Linked DNA regions of Gossypium hirsutum: region 2 is linked to region 1. The links are chromatin contacts, called in public Hi-C maps. All regions are on one chromosome and are shown on one strand. Each heading gives the region's core, a stretch centred on a gene start, on an enhancer-like site or on the middle of the called end of the contact. The rest is flanking DNA. Distances are from core to core; before and after follow the strand shown. Region 1 holds the start of LOC107888756 (guanosine deaminase). Region 2 holds the start of LOC107888682 (protein translocase subunit SecA).

Region 1 (3,769 bases), core at 31-2,530:
ACCTGTGTCCAACACCTATGTACGACACATACCCGGACATTGATATGCGGTCATCCTCAAATCCAGGAAACATAAATTAACACGGAATATCTAAGCAGTATACCACATCATCAATGATAACCATCAGTATGATCCATAAACTGTGACACAGCTAAAAGCCATCACATAACACCTACGTTATTTCTACTCTTCGTTTTTCCTAAACCCGAGTCTAACACCTATGTCCGACATATGTTCAGACTCGCCCCAGGTAACATAGATTAACACAGCATATCCAAGCAATATACCAGATCATAAATATCAGTCTGATCTATAAAATGTGACAGCTAAAAAAGTAAACCATAAGATATGTGTATTGAAGGAAGTAAATCTCCATTACTATACTAAAACAATAGGCAAAATTCAATGAATGAAAAAGAATATCTTGAATCTACCGAAATAATTCTAATGGTAGCAACTATGAAGAGGCCATTTAATATTAGCTTTTTAACATTAAATCCTATGAAAAGTTGACAATTACCTTCTTGATGACCAGGAAAAGCAGAGGCAACGGAAATGGTTCCTTCTTTAGCTTCCAACACTGTTTTTTTTTTAAATAAAAATAAAAAGAAACATTAATATTACAATTAATTATTCACAAAATAAGATTGAAAATTGAGACACATAATATTCTTCAAATGCATGCATAAAACCTAAAAACTATAATTTAAAACAAATTGTGGAAAAAGTGAGTTCCTTTTTTACTTCCAGGCATTCACAAATTCAATTGATCTGTCTAATACTAAAACTAGAAATGCAAAGCGAAGTGGAAAAATTCAGTTCTCTCAGATTCTGGAAAAGTAACAATGAAATTTTCATGAAAGATGAAAAAAAAAAGAGAAAGAAAGGATTAAAGATCAAGAAAACAAAATCTTAAAAAATATAAAAACAAAACCCAGAAAGAAAAGCATACCCTTTGCCTCTTCCATGATGAGAAAAAAAACAGAGAAGAAAATTGAAACGCTGGGTTAAGGAAAGGCAAATGGGGGTAGTCAACAGAATATGGGAAAAAGAGAAGATAAAATGTGAAAGAGAGAAAGATAGGAGAACCAGCAAGGCTTGTTCACGTAATTATATAGGAATGTATATTTATATGTAATATATATTATTAAATATTAAATAAGACTCATGGAGGAGAAAATTAAAAATAAAGAGTTACAAAGGAAAGGGAAAAGGAAAAAATTCAAGTTGCAGAAAAAACACATGCAATATAATAAAAGACAAATGGGAATCTCTTTTTTATCTTGGGGCTGATTCAGTTTATTTGTTTTCTTTTCAATGCCCTTTTTTTTAAAAAAAATTATATTTTCCTATGGGAGTCTATGTTTTTTTTTTTTTTTTTTTTTTTGGTTTTCCTGAAAGCACTTATAGGAGTCTCCAGAGTTGTTTGTGATGGGTTATTTTTAGGCTGTTCTCAACCACTAACTTCTTTTTGAACTATTTCTATTTTGTTTTTAAGGTCAAATCTAAAAGCTAAAATAAATATATTAAAACGTTTTAAATTTTATTTTTATTATATTTAAATAAATATTAATTTATTAATTTATAAGTTGTAGGATCGATTTAATTTGTATCATGTTTTCAAAATTATAAAAATAAATTTATTTGTTTAAGTAAATATATGAAAGAATTTTAAAATTTGTAGATAATTTCAGGGGGGGTTAATTTTCACCAAACTTGGTGGTGTTTAAAAGTCATAATTACTTATTTATCCTTTTAGCTTTATGAAAAAATCATTTTACTCATTCCTTTAATTTATTATCCATTTTAGCTCTTAAACTTATTTTTTGTCATATCACCTAAAAATAAATAAAAAATTATTATTATTTTAATTTTATTAATGTGATCCATGCAAGCAATTAAATATTTTTAAAATTGTAAAAATTAAAAAATATATAAAAAGTATTTTAAAATTTTAATTAATTGCTAACGTTGTATACACATAGCAATCAACATGTATGACGTCATCAAAATTAACAAACATTAACTTTTCCATCTATTTTAGGGTGATTTGACAAATAATACAAATTCAAATGTTAAAAAGATGAAAAATTAAATAAAAGGTTAAAATAACTTTTTTTATAAAGTTGGAGGATCAAAAAATTCATTATGCCTTTTCAGAATTACTCATATTTCTATTCCATTCAAAATTCATTATTATTTATTTTATTTTATTAAAACTATTTATAAAAATACAATTAAAATGATATCCATCTTGGATATTTTTATATTATTTATTTTTAATATAATTAGTTTTTTTAAAATTCTAATAACCTATTTTTTTTTCTAAATCAATTATTTATTTGAATAAAGTAATTGTAAATGTTAGTGTTTTGAACTAATGAATTCTAAACAGTTAATATTTTAAAATTTTTCATCCAAACATGCTGTTAGGATCTGTTTGAGTAAGGAATTTGTAGGAGAGATTTATTTTTATGAAGATTTTCAAAATTCTAAAAAATAATTTACTTGTTTGTTGAATATATTAGTGAATTTCAAAATTTGTGGATAATTCCACTTAAAGAGGCGATTTTTTAAAATTTTTCATTATTTTATTTTATTTAATACATGTAGTCTCATTCCAAGATAGAAAAAAACCTTCAAAAATCGTGTTTTTAATAATCTAATATATATTTTTAAAATTTTGTTTTTATTAAAACTATGTATATTTTTTTTACAAATATAACAATATTTATATTGAACCTTTTGAATTATTTATTTTTTAAAATCTTTAAAATTTTAATAACTTAATTTTTCTAAAACAAGCAATCATTAGCATTTCAATAACTTAATTTTAAAATTCTAAACATTTTAAAATTTTATTCAAATACACTCTTAAATTAGAGGATAACATATGCTTAAATACATTAAAATTTATGTGATCTTACATGTTGTGATAGCAATAATATTGATTCCGATATAATTTAAATTCAATATTTGATTTATGTTAATATAAGAAAATCTTAAACTACTAATTTTGGTTTATTTATTATTTATCTTTAAAATTTACAAGTCATTCCATATAAGTTGTTGGGATTTTTTTTATAATATTAGAAATATAAATATTAATTTCTAACAAATTAAAAGCTAGTAGAAAAATGAAGCTTTTAATTAAACCGATAAAAAAATAAAAATGAGAGCTTATCTAAATAAAATCATAAAGTCTTAACAACATTTTCATTATTTTATTTTTGCTAAAAAATATTTGATTCTCTTAATTCTTGTTTAGAAAGAAACCAAACTCTTTTTTTAGAGCCAATAATACGAATGTTTATCTCTTAATCAAATCTATGTTTATTACTTATCCCAAAACATATTTCGTATTTATTAGACGTTCTGAAAATATCTAAAAAAAAGTTCGATGATTTACTGAATAATAGGTAAAATAGAAGCAACGTTGCGACGAAATCCTAAACAAACATGATGGCGACGTCGTGACGAGCATGCATGAGACGTCACGACATCATGGTGATTCTCCAAGTTGTACAGTCACATTTTAAACTTCAAGTAGAACTGCTATTCTAGGGATATTTTAGTATGATTAAAACTCTAATCTAAGTCTATTTAAAGGGGTTATAAGGTGACAAGATGTAGTCACATATGAGTTTCGTGATAATTATGGTGAGAATTTTGTTCTCGTATTAAGACTTTATTTTTGGGATTTGAGATTGTACATTTAGGTTTATTTTCTCCATATTGTATTCTCGTTTGTTTACTCGTTTAGTGAAAA
Region 2 (4,355 bases), core at 243-2,742, 650 kb before region 1:
TATAAGTTAACAGAGTATATATTTTAACTAGGAACCAAATACATGAGTCTTGAGTTTCTTTCAAATAATAAGTCATTTTTGTCAGGCCAAATGACTCAAAGGAAACATAAATGGTCTAAAATGTGTATATCAATTATAGGCTCATTCGCGTTGTCCATGACATTTGGACAAAGAATCTTAAATTTTTTGAGATTTTTAAAATATTAACATTATAGAATTTATCAATTCTAAAGGTAAGAATTGTAATTGCTTTGTTAGGATAAATAATTGATTTAGAAAAAAATAAAGTTGATGAAATTTTACAAATAAAAGAATAATTATAAAAAAGAATAATTATATTAATAATAAATAATATAAAAAAGATCCAATATAGATATTCTTATATTTGTAAAAATTTATAAATAGTTTTAATAAAATAAAATTTTAAATGTATATTATATTAAATAAAAATAAATTTTGAAGTTTAAGTTTTTATCTTATCCTTTAAAAAAAATCGTACTAAAAGAAACATTTTCTAATCTTTCTATAACTTTTATTAATTTTTATTTTTTATCATTTTCACCACATGTTACGATGTGTTGGGACACGTGATGCTTTAATTGAAAAAAATTGGGAGTCATTAACTTCAACAGTCAACAGCTAAAGTTAAAGTTTAAAGGAATTTTTTGATGTATTTTATGATTTTTATAAAATTTTACATTTTTTTTACAATTTTTATAATTTTTTCAAAGTTTTAATATTTTTTATTAAATATAATAATTTTTATTGATTTTTATTTTTTACCGCATGCCACATCGTGATTATGACTCACGATGATTTTAATTAAAAAAATTAGGGACAATTAATTTTAATGGTCAACTGTTAAAGTTAACAGTAAAATAGTCTTTTTTTTATGCATTTTGAAAATAGAAATACACAATTGAATGCAAAAAAAAAAGGAAAAAAAAGGGCTTAATTGCTTTGTTTGAAAAGGTTTGAGGGCCTTTTAAAGCATTTTGAAAGTTTCAAGTATCTAATTGAGTGAAAAAAAATAATGGCTTAATTGTTTTTTTAAAAAATGATGGCTTTTTACAACTTTAATTCTTTTTTAAAATTATATTTTTTCAGTTTTTTCAAAATATTTAATAATTTTAAAATCCTGAAAAATCTATTTATTTTTAAAATTTTTAAAATTCAAAAAGCTTGAAATTTTTTTAAAGATTTTTCATGATTTTTTAAATAGGGGAATTACCCGATTTTGTTACGTGGCATAATCCTGACATGTCATGTAACGAAATTAATGGAAGTCAAGGGATTACACAGAAATTGATTTTTTGAGTCGTAATTGATATCTTATATTCGATTAAGGGCTCAACTGAATGTTATTTTCGATTGAGGGTTTAATTGATTATTAAATTATTTTACAGGGACTTTTTTATATATTAAGAATTAAACTTCTAACTCTACTAAAGTAATCCAAGATTTATTTTACTCAGAACGCAGTGTTTCAGCGACTATAAGAGTTAAAATAAAGGATCAAGAGCATCTATATCGTCTATTTCATTGATAAACCTGGGAAACTTGGCAGAACTTCCCATTTTTTCCATAGATAATGCTTTCTTCTAGATTCGTAAACAGCATTTCCAAGAGAAACTTCATTTCTTCTGGATACAGTTACCCCGAACGTCACTTGATTTTATCACAGCAATGTCCGATCTTCACCACGTCACCTGTCCACTCCTCATGGATGGACTCGATCAAAGAGGTCTTCACCGGCAAGAAGACCTCTCCAGATGATCATGTAACCAGTGCCGAATCCTTCACTCTCCTCCGTGAGTCATCTCCTGACCATCACTTTCACTTTAGCTCATTTACCTGGGTTTCATTTAGTTGTAGTTCCCTTTTTTTTTACTACTATTAATTCACATTTTTGTTTTTGAAATTTTAAAATTAATTTGATAATACTACTTAATGTTATTACTTTAGGATTTGCCGATGAACTGGAGAATGCTAGAAATGTAGGGAAATTTAAGCAATACATAGTTGGTAGAACCAGCGAGGCTACGTTTGAGGATGTTTTTGAGAAAAAATTAGCCATCGTTAGGTATCTTGGAGGTTGTGAGCCGACCGGCGAGGTTGTTTTCTAGTTTTCCTCTCAAATTTATTTTTATGAATTTTCTTCTTTTTTTTGCTTTATTATATTATGTTAAATGTGTTCTCAGTTGAGTGGCGAATTTGTTGGTTGTTATTGATGCTGATTTTATTTACGTTTATGGTTGGAGCCCTGCGGGTGAATTCGCTGATTGTGGATTTAGATTTTGACTTCTTTTTTTTTTTTTAGAATCTCCAACTGAGTCAAAAGAAAGAAGCTGCAAAACAATGTGATTGTACTTTATTAGATGTTGAGAATGCTCTTGCGAAGTTCACATGGGCTAAAGAAGTTCATAAGAAGATGGTTCAGCTGAAAGAGGAAGGCAAACCGATGCCAAAGAACTTTGCTGAGGTAGGTTCACCAGTGGTTTTTTTCAGTTATGTTTTTGCTGATCATTTGTTGGATGATTAAAATGTATGAGCTAGTGTCTTTATGCTTATCGCTCAATTTGTCTGATCTTAAATTCTCTAAGTTAATGTATCTTTGTCTTTTGGCTGCTGCTCGGTGAATATGACGTTGAATGTAGGATAAGCTATTTGAAAGATAAGTAAGATATTTGTCTAAGAGGGTAGGGGAGTTGGTTATGCATATTATCTGAATCAAAATGATGATTTTACATCTTGTTATTCAGACTATAGTTTGAGTGTCTGATATATATGTTTGACACAGGTGTGTTATGTTCATTTTTTGTCAAAGTTTTTTCATGTATTTGGAGGATTTCTAGAGGATTATATCCCTATATTCGTTCTGGTCCGAGACTTGCATCAAACATGGATGCATAAAGGAAAAGAAAGAGTCGAACTAACATAGAGTTACTGATGGTTGAAGCATTAAATCTGTCTTCATACACTGAAGTTTTTAAGGATGTTTGGTCTGCTGATCTGCATTATTCCTTTTTGGTTCAATGCCAGATTGCTTAAAAGACTGAGATGTCTGCCTTCATTCATCTTCAGTTGCTGAAATTCGCATTTGAGTTCGGATGAATGTGATATGGACACTTTAATTGCAATAGGAGTTTTTAGTTTTATTTATTTATTTATTATATCAGGTTTTACTAAGAGTTTTAGTTTTACTATATTAGGTTTTTGTTTCCTTCATAACTCTAAGTTAGGAATTCTATTTTATGTCAATTAGGACTCTTTCATTTGTTATTAACAGTCTATAAAAGGCTGCCAATATGAAATAAAGAGGTAAGCAATTATTCTATCAAATGAAACGTTATTTTGAGAGGGGGTTCAGTCAAGGATGAATCTGCCTTTTGAGTAACCATGGGTCGAAGCAAGAATTCTTTCTCGTCTAGACCTGTGACTAGATCCTACGCCAAGGCGCATAACAACTTGGTATCGGAGCCAGTTGTCATGGGTGACGAAAAAACTTTGATAGCCAAGCTGGAGGCATTCATGGAACAAATGGCTACAAAGCAACAAGCATTAGAGGAGCAGGTGGCGATGTTATCTCTTTCGGTTCAAAAGACAACGAAAGGGGATTCAGAAAAAAATAATGAAGAGCAAGGCAGCAATGGAGGCAAGAAAAGAAATTCAGATTCGCAACACGGTGGGGCCATGGTGCCACGATACTCTAAGATGGAATTTCCCACTTATGATGGGGTTGGAGATCCTTTAGGATGGTTAAAAAGATGCGAAAATTTTTTTGGCAATCAATGGACCAACGAAGAAGACAAAGTCGACCTAGCTTCATTCCATCTTTTAGGAGAGGCACAATTATGGTTTGATCAAATCGAAGAAGAGGAGGCAAATCTAGATTGGGAACGCTTCAGAGAGTGTTGTCATATCAGGTTTGGGCCACCTATGAGTAATAACCCCTTGGGGGAACTTGCAAACTTGAGACAAACTGGGACGGTAGAAGAATATCAACGCTAATTTCAATCACTACTTGCTAAGACTACTGATCTTAAACCTCGACAACAAATAAACCTTTTTACTGCTGGATTGGTAGAGGAACTTAGAATTGATATTGAGATGCAACAACAGGGAAACCTTGGAGTTGCGATGAATATGGCTCGAGCTTTGGAACGTAAACAAAAAGTTTCTTCCAAGATGTTATCTGAAACCAATCTAAACTGGTCAACTTCCCAAAACACTGACAGCAATTCAATCATTCCAACAACTCAGAACATTGCAAAGGGAGGGGGACAAACAATAGAACCAACAGGGAACAACGGCAAAATAGGTTCTTCTGCACCATTTATTAAGAGATTGACACG

The links. Hi-C and Micro-C count contacts between places; a contact is called where the count stands out from the background.
Region 2: a Hi-C map of hypocotyl shows a contact between it and region 1, with 2.9 times the contacts expected there. The contact joins the promoter of LOC107888682 here to the promoter of LOC107888756 in region 1. A contact is called at or near these places in 2 of 34 Hi-C or Micro-C datasets (hypocotyl and leaf).

The regions. Positions count from the first base shown.
Region 1 is chrA11:109,402,238-109,406,006 of Gossypium_hirsutum_v2.1, reverse strand. LOC107888756 (guanosine deaminase) reads right to left here and starts at 1,280. Exons shown (of 5, transcript XM_016812952.2): 1 at 953-1,280; 2 at 521-580. The coding sequence starts at 968.
Region 2 is chrA11:110,056,437-110,060,791 of Gossypium_hirsutum_v2.1, reverse strand. It overlaps LOC107888682 (protein translocase subunit SecA), which reads left to right and starts at 1,492. Exons shown (of 5, transcript XM_041081705.1): 1 at 1,492-1,811; 2 at 1,966-2,114; 3 at 2,321-2,482. The coding sequence starts at 1,592.